Linked DNA regions of Mus musculus: region 1 is linked to region 2. Evidence: chromatin contacts called from public promoter capture Hi-C data. All regions are on one chromosome and are shown on one strand. Each heading gives the region's core, a stretch centred on a gene start, on an enhancer-like site or on the middle of the called end of the contact. The rest is flanking DNA. Distances are from core to core; before and after follow the strand shown.

Region 1 (7,539 bases), core at 386-2,885, 1.2 Mb after region 2:
AAGCTTTGGCCTCAGACTCTCCTATCATGAATTGTAAGAACTTTCATAACCCTTAAAAGGTACATGAATGGTTCAAGAAACTATCATTAGTCACCTTGTAAAAACACTAAACAGCAAATATATCATCCTGAACTAATCAGATCTCAAAATGTTGTACACTGATAAGAAAACTGCTGCTCCCTTCAAAGTGTTTTTAAAAAGAAAAAAATTATATCCAAAATCATGTGTTTGCATCTGGCTAATCACAATTCCTTATCTGTCATCTGCTACCTATTGCACACAAATGCTCTTCCAAAGCAGAAAGAAATTTCATAAGTTTTTCCTGAGGGCAAAGACTGGGAGCTGCTCAGAAATCAACTCCCAACATATTTCTTACACAAAAATTAAAACAAGTGAACACAAGCACCCTGAATCCAGAGCCTCCTGCATGCTAAGCAAAGGCAACGGTGTTTTGTTTGCTAGTCCTGTATATGATAGTGCTAACCAGCACATTGTTAAAATAAACTTTTACATTTAAAAAAAAAAATCCTTCGGTATCTCCCACAAATCAACCAATTTTTTTTTTCAACACATGTTCCCAACAGGTTAACTGCTAGACAAGTAGCATATGAAAACCCTCATGGGAATTTTTCTTTATGGTCATGTCCACAGCAAATGAGAAACTGCATTCTAAAAGCCTTGGTAATGACCATTTCAACCAATTCTTAATTAAAGAGGTGTCTTGATGTCCTAGAAAATCCAAGAGTCAGGGAGAAACAAGGGGTACTTCCTGGATCTTGTTGGAGAAGTCCCAATTTACTCATTCTAAGGCCTTGGGAGATCCTCATGTGAAAAGCAGTTCTCAGATATTCATGTCGCTCTAAAAGCTTAAAACCTGGTCACTTTCCATACTTGCAGCACAGCATAGTAGTCGGTTAGGTTATAGACACAACTTTGAGGCAAAGAATTGTGGTTAATATTTCGACAAAAGTCCACCACTTTGAGGCAGCACAACTCCATTTCATAATGGAGTTCGCTCTGCTTGCTGGTCAAGGGTGACAAACTTTGCTGGATTTCTAGGATACCGCCATGCCACCGACTAGAGTAGTTAAAACACAAATTAGGCCTTGAAGTCTGAGGGAGCCCCCGCTTAGGGTGAAGCCAGGGAGCTGGAAGGCCAGGGGTCCCAGAGGTGGGTGCGGTGGGGTCACCTCTGGAGCTGAGCCCTCCAAATGTCCTAGGAGCCCCAAATCCAAAGCGCACGCCAGGGACCCAAACATTCCTCCCTTCATCACAAGCTGTTCCTGGGTCCCGCAGAGGAAACGCTGAACAATCTGGAGCCGGGCATAGGGCAGGAGTGGAAGGCTGACGGCTCAGGAGGCAGTTACAAGGGGGCCCAGGCCTAGGAGGCGACCACAATTGTCGCTTTTACCCTCAAACCAACCGCAGCCCTTCGGGCGAAAAGCCCTCCTCGGATGACCAGAGGAAGAAGAGCAGATGGGGCGCGAGGTCCTTACCCGCTGCAAGGCTGCCCACGGGCCGCCGCCGGCCGCTCCAGTACCAGAGGCCGGAGGCTGCTCCCCGGAACCCCAAGGAGGCTGCCATGCTGTCCCCCGCCCCGCCTCCGCGCCGTGACCTCCGCCGCCTCACACACGGCCTGTGAACTACGAGTGTGCGCAGCCGGGATGGCCCGCACCTCCGTAAGGACAGCTCGCGCACGCGCTCTCCTTGCTCGGCTTGGACTCCGCCCAGCGCGGGGCGGAGCACTGTGTTGAGAGGCGTGGCCGGAGTCGGGAACAGTCCAATCAGGATCCCGAAATCCATAGACGCCCTGCCTTGCCTCCGGCTCCTGCTGAATTTACAACCTTTGGGTGAGAGAATTCTTGTTTACCCAAAAGCTGAGGGGTGTGTGGGAGGCGGTGGCTGTCGCTCACTACCGCCTCCTCCGAGCACCTGCACTGAGCAACTGCCTCTTCACTGGGCTGCTAATTGTTTTTCTTCCTCCCAGACAAGAACCGCAGCTACTGCAGTATTAAAGGAAAGAGCAGAAATGTTGTGTTTCCTAGTATAGGGACTCATTTTTAACTTCAGTAATAAATACATGGACCTCCCAGGGTTAACATATATATTTTCAGCGTCTGTTGAAACACAATCACAGAATCTACCATGTGTGTAATAACTGAAATCTATGTGATATACAACTCAATGGTTTTTCCAGTCGTATTTGAAAAGTAGTAGGGAAGTAATTTAATAGCACTGTTCTCTTTGAAGAGTAGAATTTCTAGGAACTTACTGAGTTCCAAGAAATGCGTCAATGTTTAAAATTTTCTACAACCTGCATCTTTTGAACCCAAAATCTAATGGTACATTTAAACCCAGGAAGTAGTATATATGTATATTATAAAAACAGATATTTTGCTGATCTTTCCTTATTTGACTATTTGGTATATTTGGTGGCTTAAATAAGCATGGCCCCCATAGACTCATATGTTTGAGTGCTTGGCACATAGGAGGTGTGACTTTATTGGAGAAGGTGTGGCCTTGTTGGAGGAAAGGCATCACTGTGGAGACCAGCTTTGAGGTCTTACATATGCTCAAACGACAGCTAGTGTGGCACACAGTCCCCTTCTGCTGCTTTCAGATCAAGACCTAGAACTCTCAGCACCAACTCTAGCGCCACGTCTGCCTGGATGCTGCTATGTGCCCCACCATGATGACAATAGACTAGGTCACTGCAACTGTAAGCCAGCCCCAATTAAATGGTTTTGTTTTTATAAGAGTGGCCATGGTTATAGTGTCTTTTCACAGCAATGAAACCCTAAGTAAGACAGTATACATATTTGAATATCTGTTCCTTGAGGATAATCGCAAAGTATTCAATTTCCACTGGAGAATTTTTATCTTCAGTACACTAAAACAAGACTTGTAACCTTTGAAGAAAAGTAGGCCAAGAGGCAAGAATGGGGCTTGGGGGGTAGGGGGAGGGCAAGCAATAAGAAAACCAAGATGCCTACCTTCCATCCTCAAAAAAAAAAAAAAAAGCAAAACAAAACAAAATGACAAAAAACACCTGTGTTCGTCTTGTTTTAATTCATTTTCCTTGTGCTGCAGTCATCCTAAAAAGCAAAATCAAGGGATTCAAGTTTGACCTTTAAAAAGCAAAGTGCCTCTTCCTAGTCACCCACAGGGCTGATAAAAGGAAAACTAAGATTGTCAATTTTTTTTTTTTTTTTTTTTTGCAGGCTCAGGAGTTCTGGCATGGTATTAATGTTCCCAGGAACCCATACGGGAGTTCAAGGACCCATCTGGAGCTATAGGAAACCAATTCCCTTCTAAACAGTCCTCTGCCCCACCCTAAAAACAGAAAAGAAAGTCAGATGTAAAGAGAAAGTAAACAAAACAAGTATAAACAAACAAATAACATCGTAGCTACTGGATAGTCTTCGATTTGGTGCTTCCATCCCTAATAGGGCTAATTGGTTTCTGAAGTATTTCATGTCTCTCTATTCTGGTTTCTTTAGGTTTTACTGGAATGGATTTTCTGCAAGCAATAAATGTGTCCCTACAGGTTTCTATATTTAACTGCTGAAGTGCAGTCTGCTTCCCAGCTCTGCCGACCCCCACAGCAGAGCTGTTTACGACACGAGACAACACATCAATTCATCTCCGCGGCTCCTTGAGTTAATATCCCAGTCCTCCTGAGATTTTACGCCCAATCAGATTGCTTTTGTCATTTTTATTGTGAGCTACTGTTTTTGTTTCTCTGGGTTGTTTATGGGGCTCTTTTCTTGAAAATGAGTTATTTCTTACAAAAGGCCGACTCTTGTGAACACCATCCCCCTAGGAGTAGAAAGAATAAGGGACTGTGGGAGAGCAAGGGAAGCACCTCTTATGTGTGGTTTGGTTTAGTTTGCTTTGGTTTCACTCTGGCTATGGAACTCATCCAATATTGAAAGTTTGATTCTATTTGTTTCAGTGTCACAAAGGGCTAAGTCATAGTTTTAATTTATTCCCATATCCTGCAGACTATTGTCTCCTTCCAGAAGCGCTGACTTGCTTCACAAAGGATTTTCAAAGGTGGCTTTTCCTAAGTACTGCGACTTTGTTAAAATCCTTACGACTTGAAGGTTGTATTATATTTGAAAGGCAGTTTACTGTCTATGGTTAGACTTGCGGGGAGTTGAGGAGGCTAGGATTTAAGACAGGGATTGGCCTGGAACTTGCTATGTAAACTAGGATGGCCTGGAATTCCTAGAGATCCACCTGTATCTGCCTCCTGAGTGCTGGGCTTCAAGGTGTGCATCTCTGCACCCTGCCCATCCCATGACTCTTTACGTACCTAATATATCCCAGACCCAGAGCTGGAGGGACCAAATGAGAGAACCAGAAGAAGCCTTGTTAGGTCTCAACCCTGGGACAAATGGCTAGCTGAGGTGCTGAGGGGCCTTTTAACAGCAAAGCGGATTCTGGCTATCAAGTTCTTCCAGCATCTCTCAGTTCCTATTAGGGTCACCCTGGCTGGTATACCTAGCTCTCCACCTTAAAGTCTCCAGCCCAGGGACTGACTGGCTGGGCTGCCCTTCCAGCAGCTGCTCTTCCCTACATAACCCAACCATTCTGATTACACAGTCCTTTTACCTTTTGCCTCTCCCTTCTTTTCCCCTCTCCCCCTTGCTCCCCTCTTCCCCTCTCCCCTCCCCTCTCTCCTTTCTCTCCCCTCCTCTCTCCTCTCCCCTCTCCCCTCTCCTCCCCTCTCCCCTCTCCTCCCCCTCTTCCCCTTTGCTCTCTCCCCCCTCCCCTCTCCTCTCTCCTTACATGGCCCTGCTCAGTACACTGGTCATGTCCTCTCTGGACGCTCCCAGATGTCTCTGCCTCAGCCTTCTATCTGTAATAAAACCCTCCACCCCTACGAAGCAGTCATGTCCTCCTTTTATTTCTTTTCCTCGTTCATCCCTGAGTAAAGTTCTGAGAGGACATGTGCTGTTGATACGGGTACAGCCATGTCAAGGACCCTTAGCCTCAGCCCCATGGGAATGGCAAAGCCTTCCCAGGGTGAGACCAAGAGGGAAAAGACAAAGCCTTACTCTGAGGTCCAATTGTGGGTGTTAATAGTATGTCCAGAAATGTCCACCATAACTTTCTGCCCTGGATATTTATGGCCTGAAGACCTCACCCCAGTAAGACTGTTCCTGCTGAGATTAGATGTTAGCTAGACCCCATTTTCTTTTTTTTTTTTTTCTTTTTTAAAGATTTATTTATTTATTTTCTGTATATGAGTACACTGTAGATATACAGGTGGTTGTGAGCCATCATGTGGTTGCTGGGAATTGAACTCAGGACCTCTGCTCTCACTCCGGCCCTACTCTCTCCAGCCCCGATTGCTCCAGCCCAAAGATTTATTTATTGTTATATGTAAGTACTGTAGCTGTCTTCAGACACACCAGAAGAGGGCATCAGATCTCATCAATGATGGTTGTGAGCCACCATGTGCTTGCTTGGACTTGAACTCAGAACCTTCAGAAGAGCAGTCAGTGCTCTTAACCACTGAGCCATCTCTCCAGCCCTAGAAACATTTTCTTGATCCAGCTGTATATCATAAAAACTGCATCCTTGTTTATCTGTATGTAATAACCCTGCCTTCTGATTCAGCTGTATGCAATAGCCCTGCCTCTCTGTTCAACTCTCTACAATAAACACACTGAGCTTCTGGGGTGCTGCTGTTTCTCCATCTGAAAGCCCAGCCCACCTGATCCCTGCTTCTTCCACATGTGCCTTTGTCTCTGTCTTTTCTTCATTCTCTCACAGCCCCCAGTAGGGAATGTCCTTAGACTGAGAAAGGATTCACAACCAAATCTTGAAAATACCCAGAGTCACAGACAAAAAGTATTCAGTAAAACTCTTTTTTATTGTAAAACCTGAGACATGGGCAACTCAGCAAGACAGAGAGCATGTTAGGGTAGAAGATAGCTTACCACTTAACTGTAGACACACACATATACATGCACATATACACCACACACACACACACATACCACCCAGCCATAGACATATACACACACATACATACATACATACATATACACACTACCTAACTGCACATCCATATATACACACATACACTCCCACACCACATAGCTGTATATACACACACATCACAGACACTCACATACACCAAACAACTGTAGATATATACATGAACATACCCACCACCCAACTGTAGAAACACACACATACACCACACCACTTTAGAAACAGATACATAAACAAACACCCATACACATACACTCTTACACACACACATACACACACTACTCAACTGTAGATGCCCACACACACTTACATATACTACCCAATGGTAGATACACAGCACACACACAAACACTCACATCACTCAACTATAGAAACACACACACCACATACACTCACACACAAACATATGATCCAATTGCAAATACACATGCACCATCAAACTGTAGACACACATACATACCACATACTTACACATACACCACACGATTGTAAACATACACACTCACACATACACACCACACAACTGTAATACACACACCGTCCAACTGTAGACACATATACACACATACACACACTCCCACCACTCACACACTCAGTCACACACCCCACAATAGTAGGCAAACAAACTCACATACTCACACTACCCAATGGTACACACAGCATACACACAAGCACATCACTCAACTGGAGATATACACACACACCACACACATACCACCCAATTGGAGACACATACACACTCACACATACACACCACACAAATATAGACACATACACACTGCACAACTGTCCATACACCATCCAACTGTAGGCACACATGCAATGTATACACATACATACTGCACAACTATACATGCACACACACACACACACACACACACACACCATCCAACTGTAGACACACAGCACATACACACTCACAATACAACACTTACACACTCACATGCACAACTTTAGGCATATGCACAGACAGGCCAAATGATAAGCCGAGGCTTCCCCATTCTCCAGGCTGTAGTGAGACCTCCAACCATCCTAATACCACAATATCCTTATCCCCCCAGCCTGTCTTCCATCTTCATCAGTGGACAACAATAAAGTCCTTCCTATGAGTATGCTTCTCCATACGCTTGGAGTCATCAGTGACCAATGGAAGGAGGTCAGAGTTCCACCCTTACATTAGGACAGTGCTTCTCAACCTTCTATTGCTGCAGCCCTTTAATACAGTTCCTCATGTTGTGGTGAACCCCAATCATAACATTATTTTCATTTTTACTTCATAACTGTAATTTTGCTACTGTTGTGAATTTTAATGTAAACAGATGATATGCAAGAGAGCTAATAAGCAGGACCCTGTGAAAGGGTCCTTTGTCCTCCTAAAGGGGTCACGACGCAAGGGAGTGATAAGGCTCTCCTGCCAGCTCAGCAGGGATGGTGTCCAAGGAGACCTAGTAAGGAGGCGGGCCACTTAACACTGCTCAGTGAGAAGGAAGGCCTCATGGGGAGCTGAGGCCAGACCACCGTGACTACAGA
Region 2 (6,734 bases), core at 2,845-5,344:
ACATTATAGGCTATTTGAAATGTTATTGATTACCCCTCCTCAGGAGCACTGTGGAACAACAGAGTGACCATGTGTGTGCAAGGTGGGCTGAGAAGCTGAACAGAGCCCTCAGAAGAGAGATCACTCTCTTTTGTTGTTGTTGTTGTTGTTGTTGTTCGAGACAGGGCTTCTCTCTATAGCCTTGGCTGTCCTGGAACTCACTTTGTAGACCAGGCTGGCCTCGAACTCACAAATCCACCTGCCTCTGCCTCCTGAGTGCTGGGATTAAAGGCATGCACCACCACGCCCAGCGAGAGATCACTCTCAATTCCATCATTACCAACCTTCTCTATTGGAACCTGCTGGTTCAACAGACCACAGAGTGAAAGTATTTGAAAGAATTGTCAGCACTGAACTTGTACAGATTTTTTTCTCCATCCTTAGAGTATGAACAATAAAGTAGAACAGTTCTTTACATGAATTTGCGTTGCATTAGGAATTATAAAGCCAGATAGCCTTTGTACGCCAAAGGGAAGGCCTTGGAACTGATCTCCTAAGGAAACCAAGGGGACGCACTTACTTCCTCTGGATCAGAAAGTTTCAGACCCATTGAGTAGCGCTGATGTAGGAGAACCTTGCTATTAAGGTAGCAGTCCCCCACGACCAGATGGCTTTCTGAGTTCCGCACAAAAACGGAGGGCTCCCTTTCTCAGCGGGGCTTCCCTGTCTCTGCCTGTCTTTGTCTGGAGAATGTCCCTGAACACAGGTGGCTGGCCTCGTCTGAAAAGTGACTTTGTACAGAGCTCTCTGCCGGGCTGCATAACTGAGCACACATGTCTTCTCTGGCTTCCCACCACATGATACTTAGGTGTTGTACTATAACCAATCAGCCCTGACTGCTCGCTTGATGCCATGCCCGATAAGCCCTTCCCACCTGTACCCCTAAAGTAGACTCATCTCGCTGATGTGGTCTCGGGTCTCCTGGAGGTCATTCAGTCCGTACTCAGGGCCCTCCCCACTCCGAACCCTGTTCTCTGCTTCTGCTTCCTCTCTCCCCTCAGGCTGTTGGCCACCAGCCTCCAGGGAGAAAGAGGGAGCCACACATTGATTTAAGGATTTTATAAATACAAGTGACTTTTAAAAATGCCCTGCTTAGCCGGGCGTGGTGGCCCACGCCTTTAATCCCAGCACTTGGGAGGCAGAGGCAGGCGGATTTCTGAGTTCGAGGCCAGCCTGGTCTACAAAGTGAGTTCCAGGACAGCCAGGACTACACAGAGAAACCCTGTCTCAAAAACACCAAAAAAAAAAAAAAAAAAAAAATGCCCTGCTTGCCAAATGTAGTAGCACACACTTTAATCGCAGCCCTGCCCAGCGGCAGAGGTAGATGGATCTGCATCTCACTAAATTCCAGGCTAGCCTAGCCTACATACTGAGTTCCAGGCCAGCTACCCTTCCCCCAACCCCACCCCTCCAAGGGAGGGAGCTTGAGACAGGGTTTCTTTGTATAACCTTGCCTGTCCTGGAACTTACTCTGTAGACCAGACTGGCCTCAAAAATCAATCTGTCTGCCTCTGCTTCCTGAGTGCTGGGACTAAAGGTGTGTGCCACCACTGCCTGGTGGTATCTACCCTTTTAACTAATTAATTAATTAATTAATTAATTAATTAATTAATTTAGTCTTTCTTAGACAAAGGCTTACGTAACCCTGTCTGTGTTTGAACTCTTGCCTGATCCTTCTGCTTTTTCATCCGAGCTCCCGGGGTTGTAGGTGGACAGCAACCACCACATACATCTGTCCAGTTTATGTGCTGCTGGGAAGGAACTCCAGGACTTGGGCTGTGAATATGGCTCACTGGGGAAAGACACTTGCCACCAAAGCTGCTAGCCTGAGTTCAATCCCTGGGAGCTATTACGGTAAGGAGGAAACCAACCCTTGCCATCTGTCAAACCCGGGTTTGTGCATGCTTGTCAGGCACTCTACCAACTGAGCTACATCCCAACCATGGGGGAAATGAAACATTTTGGGGGCACCAACTATGTATAAGGTTCTGAAAGTTGCTACCATGACTGATGGCTCATCTATATTCTTATTTGGTTCACAGCATGTACTAGAGAAACCCATAAGTCACTTACATCACAGTGTTTTAGAACTCAAGTGCCATCCTTGTTTCTAAGAATTTCACAGATTTATATAAAGGGAGGAAGGGAGAGAAGGAGGGGAAGGAGGAGAGAGGGAAGGAGGGAGGGAGGGAGAGGAAAGGAGGAAGAAGGGAGAGCATCTTACGCCCCTAACGAGCTCCAAGCTACTGAGCTCAGGCGTCCCATCTCATATTCTTCGCAATCTCCAACAGCACACGAGGGAGAAAATCAGTCTATAAAAAGCTGAATGTGGCAGACATTTACTGAGCCAAGATCATCCCAGTATCACCCCCATCCCCATAAACGCACCCTCATTCCCAATCACTCAAGACTTAAAGCAGAAACACCTTCTGCCTGGCATGGCAGTACACTTCTTGTCATTCTCATACTAGGGAGGCAGGGGGTTGGAACATATGAGTCCAGCCAGGAATACACATTGAGACATTGTCTCAGAAAACCAAGGACTGGATATGTCTGTAGCTCTGGGCAGTCTATCCCTAGCAACTCCTAAAAACAAAAATCTTTGCTTCTACTTTTGCTGGACAAGATTTGTCATACTAGATAGCCCCTGGGGAGAGAGAAAAGGAGGAAGGGAAAGAGGGAGGGAGGAAAGGAGAGAAGGAGGGAAGAAGAGAGAGGAATGGAAAGAGGGAGGGGAAAAGGGAGGGAGAGACCTCCAGGAAGAAAGAGAGGGAGGGAGGGAAAGAGAGAGAGAGGAAAGGAGAGAAGGAAGAAAGGAGAAAGGGAGGAAGGGAGAGAAGGAAGGGAAGGAGGAGAGAGGGAAGGAGGGAGGGAGGGAGAGGAAAGGAGGAAGAAGGGAGAGCATCTTACAAATTTTCTAAGTTGACAAACCCTAAGTGGGGCTAGGTTCCCCAGGGGGAACCAGGAGGGCTTGGTAAAATCTCCACTTGCAAAGCCCATGTTGGGTACTGTGTAGGTACAAAGGTGAGCCAAACAGGTTCCTGGCCCTCAAGAGTTTACAAGAGTCAAGTCATACTAACCCTCGGCCTCTGTAAACCACAAAGTAGAATAGGCCAAGTGCTGCAATGCTGGCAGCTGGGGAAAGCTCTGTGGGAGAACAGATGGGAGAGAGATTAATCCCATATGCTGAATATTCAGAGGATGGAGCTTTAGGGGGCTACCCCTTAGAAGATGAGGGGGCAACAACCCACAGATAATAGAGTACTTCCTGCCTGTGCTTGATGGTTTGCCCGAATCTCCGGAAAGACACATAAAGTGAAATTTTGCCTAAGTTCAACCTAGAAAGCAGTGTTGGGGCTGGTGGATTTGAACACACACAAGTCCTGTAGAGCTGGTATTCTCAGCCCTCAGGTATGAAGCAAAAATGCCATGAGAGAAGACTAACAATTTGCAAAGTATGTCTAGGGAATAGTGAAGACTCTGTAAAGGTGTAGATATGTGCATGTGTCTATATAATATTCTTTCACTGAAAAGGAGGCTTGGAATCTGTATCGATTCCTGACTTTCGTAGATTTCATCTGATCTCCCTGAATCCCTATTTGGGGTACTATTCTCCTTGTTTTGCCGACAAGGAAACAGAAACACTGATTATTAAGAAACCCTCGCTGTCTGGTGATGGGGGTGCAATCTGAATTTAGGGTCTACTCCTCTTACCCTCCGTGCTGGCCAGTAGTTGCCCACCTGTGACCACTTGTGCTTAGTGCTCAAAACTGGCTACTTTCTCCCTAGTTTAAACATCCTTGTCTCCTCCCAACTTCTCCAACTTTCCTCCACTCCCACCCATAGGTTTTTTCAGCTAGAGTGGTCCAGGTCACTACCACAGGGCTGCCAGGGGCATCTGGGAGCTTTAAATCTGCTTCCATTCCAAAATGCTTTGAAACTCCTCCTATAAAGAGGCCTGGAGCCCAGAACAGATATGAGTGTGTCCCAGGGGCTGTGCCTGCGGCTCGGGGCGGGGCGAAGTTTGAAGGGGGCGGGACTTAACTGTGGGCGTTGCCAGGCAATGGGGCGGGTTCTGAGAGCTGGGTGTTGCAGGTGTCTCCTCCGCCTCTCTGGGTCCCCGGCCGCGCCAGGCACTGTGTGGGCAGCCGAGGGAGCGCCTTTGTGCCTGGCTGGGGTGAGGCTGCAACGGCCCCTTGTACGCCCTGGTCCATTGTCTTTTCGGCTGGTGCCACAGGGGCGGCTGTAGTGCCAAGCCGGGTGGACACAGGCATCCCCGGCGCACCGTGGGAGATGAAGCTCCCGAAGCCTTGGTGGGCGGGCGGCGGCCTCCTGCAACTCACGATTCTGTTGAGCTTGGTAGGGCTCCGTGTGGACCTGGACCTCTTCCTGCCGCCGCCGGCCGCCGCACTTTGGGAAGAGCTGCTCCCACTCTGCCCCACCCGCCCCGCCTCGGCTTCTAACCCCTTCTCGGCTTCGGAAGGCTGGGAACGCACCCCCCTGCTACCTGCCAAAGGCCGGCTGCTGCACGAAGTGCGCGCGCTCGGGGTCCCCTTCATTCCCCGCACCCGCGTGGACGCGTGGCTAGTGCACAGCGTGGCGACTGGGAACGCAGACGGGGCCCACGGGCTGCTCGGCACCGCCGCCTCGTCGGCCGTGGGAGACGGCGGCCAGTCAGCATCCGCGGGCGGCGGGGACCCCCGAGCGGCTCATAGCAGCCCTCTGGCCGCTGAGGAAGAGGAGGAGAAGGCGGCCGAACCGACGGCGCAGGTGCCAGATGCAGGCGGATGCGGGAGCCAGGTAACCTAAAAAAACGCAAGCGAGAAGCACGTCTACGCCCTCCAGGGCAGAAAGAACTGGCCCCGAGCTCTAGGGTCCCGATGACTAGGCAGGGTCACACCCGGGCTCTCTTTTCTCCCTACTCTAGGTAGTTACAGGTTGCGGGACAAATGTGCCCCGCCTCCTTTTGAATGAAGAGGGTGAGTTCTGGGGATTTGCTTTTAGGGAAAGTGTATGAAATCCATTGCGTGCAGAGACCACCCTTCCTTGTGTTTGATGGCTGTGGAGGGTATTTTGGTAATGGGGAAGCTAGAGGGAATGGTGCTGTCTGGACGTGGCCTTTAATCGTACCCCGAATGCATTAAGATGCCTTGATGGGGAACCTGTACCGGAGTAGAGAATATGAAGGAGGCCTCAGCCCCTGAGAAGATGTGCATCTCTCTGAAGAACCACGCACCTAAGCCGAGACACGATCCTTGCCCTGAGTTTAAACGTTTGTGGATGTGTTGTTGTGCTCCTGGACTAAGTAGGCTCGGTGTTCAGTGCAGGTGGTCTCTCTGTGATCTACCATCCCACCCTTGCCTGAGAATACTCCCTAATGGGACGTGTGAAATCCATAATTGACATAAACATGACACGTAGTAAGTTCCCTTTGGTTGCCGGTGCTCCCCTGCAGCTGAACTTTTTGTTTCTAAACAGTTCTGCAAGATCTGTGGGCGAAAACCTCAGGAAAGACCTGGCAACTAAAGCGCTCCTGTCTCCCAGGGGGTGCGGGTGGGGGGGGGGGGGAACTGGCTCCCTTTTAGGCCCAGTGCTTGAGGTTAACTGATGTCAATCCACAAGTGTTTGTAGGAGGTTGTTTTTGTGAAAAGCAGTCTTGTGCAAAATGGGAATTGGAACTAAACTGGTTTGTTTGCGGCTGTTCAAAATCACCGTTTGTGTAGGCAGTTGTCTGACGGGCTCCTCCACCCTTTCTTGGAGGGGTCATTGCGAGAGGTGCTAGTGATTCATTGTTAGGCTGTTCTGATCCCTTCCTCCTCTCTGGGAAGGGAGCTAATAGGGTGGGGGTTAGTGCTAGCGGTGATAGGCCCCTGATGGTTTAGAACTAACAGGAAGCCACTCCCTCTTCCAGTCTATGGATCTGAACTCCCAAGAGGGAAGGGTGTCACCCGAGGAGAGGCATCTCTCATTTTAGGAGAGTACCTGCTACCTCCACACCTTTTCTGGTCCTGCAAAGTGTGACTTTGAAACCCTGGGTGGATTCTGTACGAGGTGGTGCCACACCAGTCTCACAGCCAAATGTCATCCAGCTTGCTAAGTGTACAGACCTTTGAAGGGAATAGAAGATTTTCTCTCTGAAGGCTTCCTTCCTACCATTGCCTGGTTGATACCTATCTAGACTGGTGGGCTGGTTTTGGAGGCAGCTCTGATGGCCTGGGAACTGAAACACGGGTTTAAAAACTTGTGCAAGGTACCAGAACCAGCTAGTTATGGTGGGCAGAATCTGAACCCAGGCGTCCGGCAGCTCCTCCCTCTCCCTTCTTACCCTCTGTGTCAATGGTTCTCACAAGGACGACCTGGAGTCTGTCTTTCTTCGAGGAGGAGAGAACAAAGCCACGGTGGTCCCATGCCCTCCAGTCTTCCACCAGACCCCCAGCAACTCTCTTGACAGTGCCTTCCCAGGCTGGGCTGCAGGTGCTTCTGCAAGGCCAGGGTAACCGTGTGGGGGTTGTTTCTTTTCAGTCAAGCTGATCAGTTGCTGAGGCCTTTCCAGCGCCATGGTGGAAATGCCCTGTACTTGTCTGTCTGTCTGTCTGTCTGTCTGTCTGTCTGTCTGTCTGTTCTTGAGGAAACAATACCCAAAGAGGTCAGGAAACTCGGCTGAAGATATGCAATAGTTAATGGCGGAAGTGGAC

The links. Capture Hi-C pulls out chosen DNA fragments and counts their contacts.
Region 1: a contact with region 2 is called in a promoter capture Hi-C map of liver, with 3 times the contacts expected there. The contact joins the promoter of Hibadh here to the promoter of Nfe2l3 in region 2. A contact is called at or near these places in 2 of 39 promoter capture datasets (embryonic stem cells and liver) and 1 of 9 other capture datasets (liver).

Annotation. Positions count from the first base shown.
Region 1 is chr6:52,638,665-52,646,203 of GRCm38.p6, forward strand. It overlaps Hibadh (3-hydroxyisobutyrate dehydrogenase), which reads right to left and starts at 1,636. Exons shown (of 8, transcript NM_145567.1): 1 at 1,497-1,636. The coding sequence starts at 1,584. It overlaps LOC115490472 (a small nucleolar RNA gene), which reads right to left and starts at 691; the gene lies at 570-691.
Region 2 is chr6:51,428,575-51,435,308 of GRCm38.p6, forward strand. It overlaps Nfe2l3 (nuclear factor, erythroid derived 2, like 3), which reads left to right and starts at 4,095. Exons shown (of 4, transcript NM_010903.2): 1 at 4,095-4,839. The coding sequence starts at 4,333.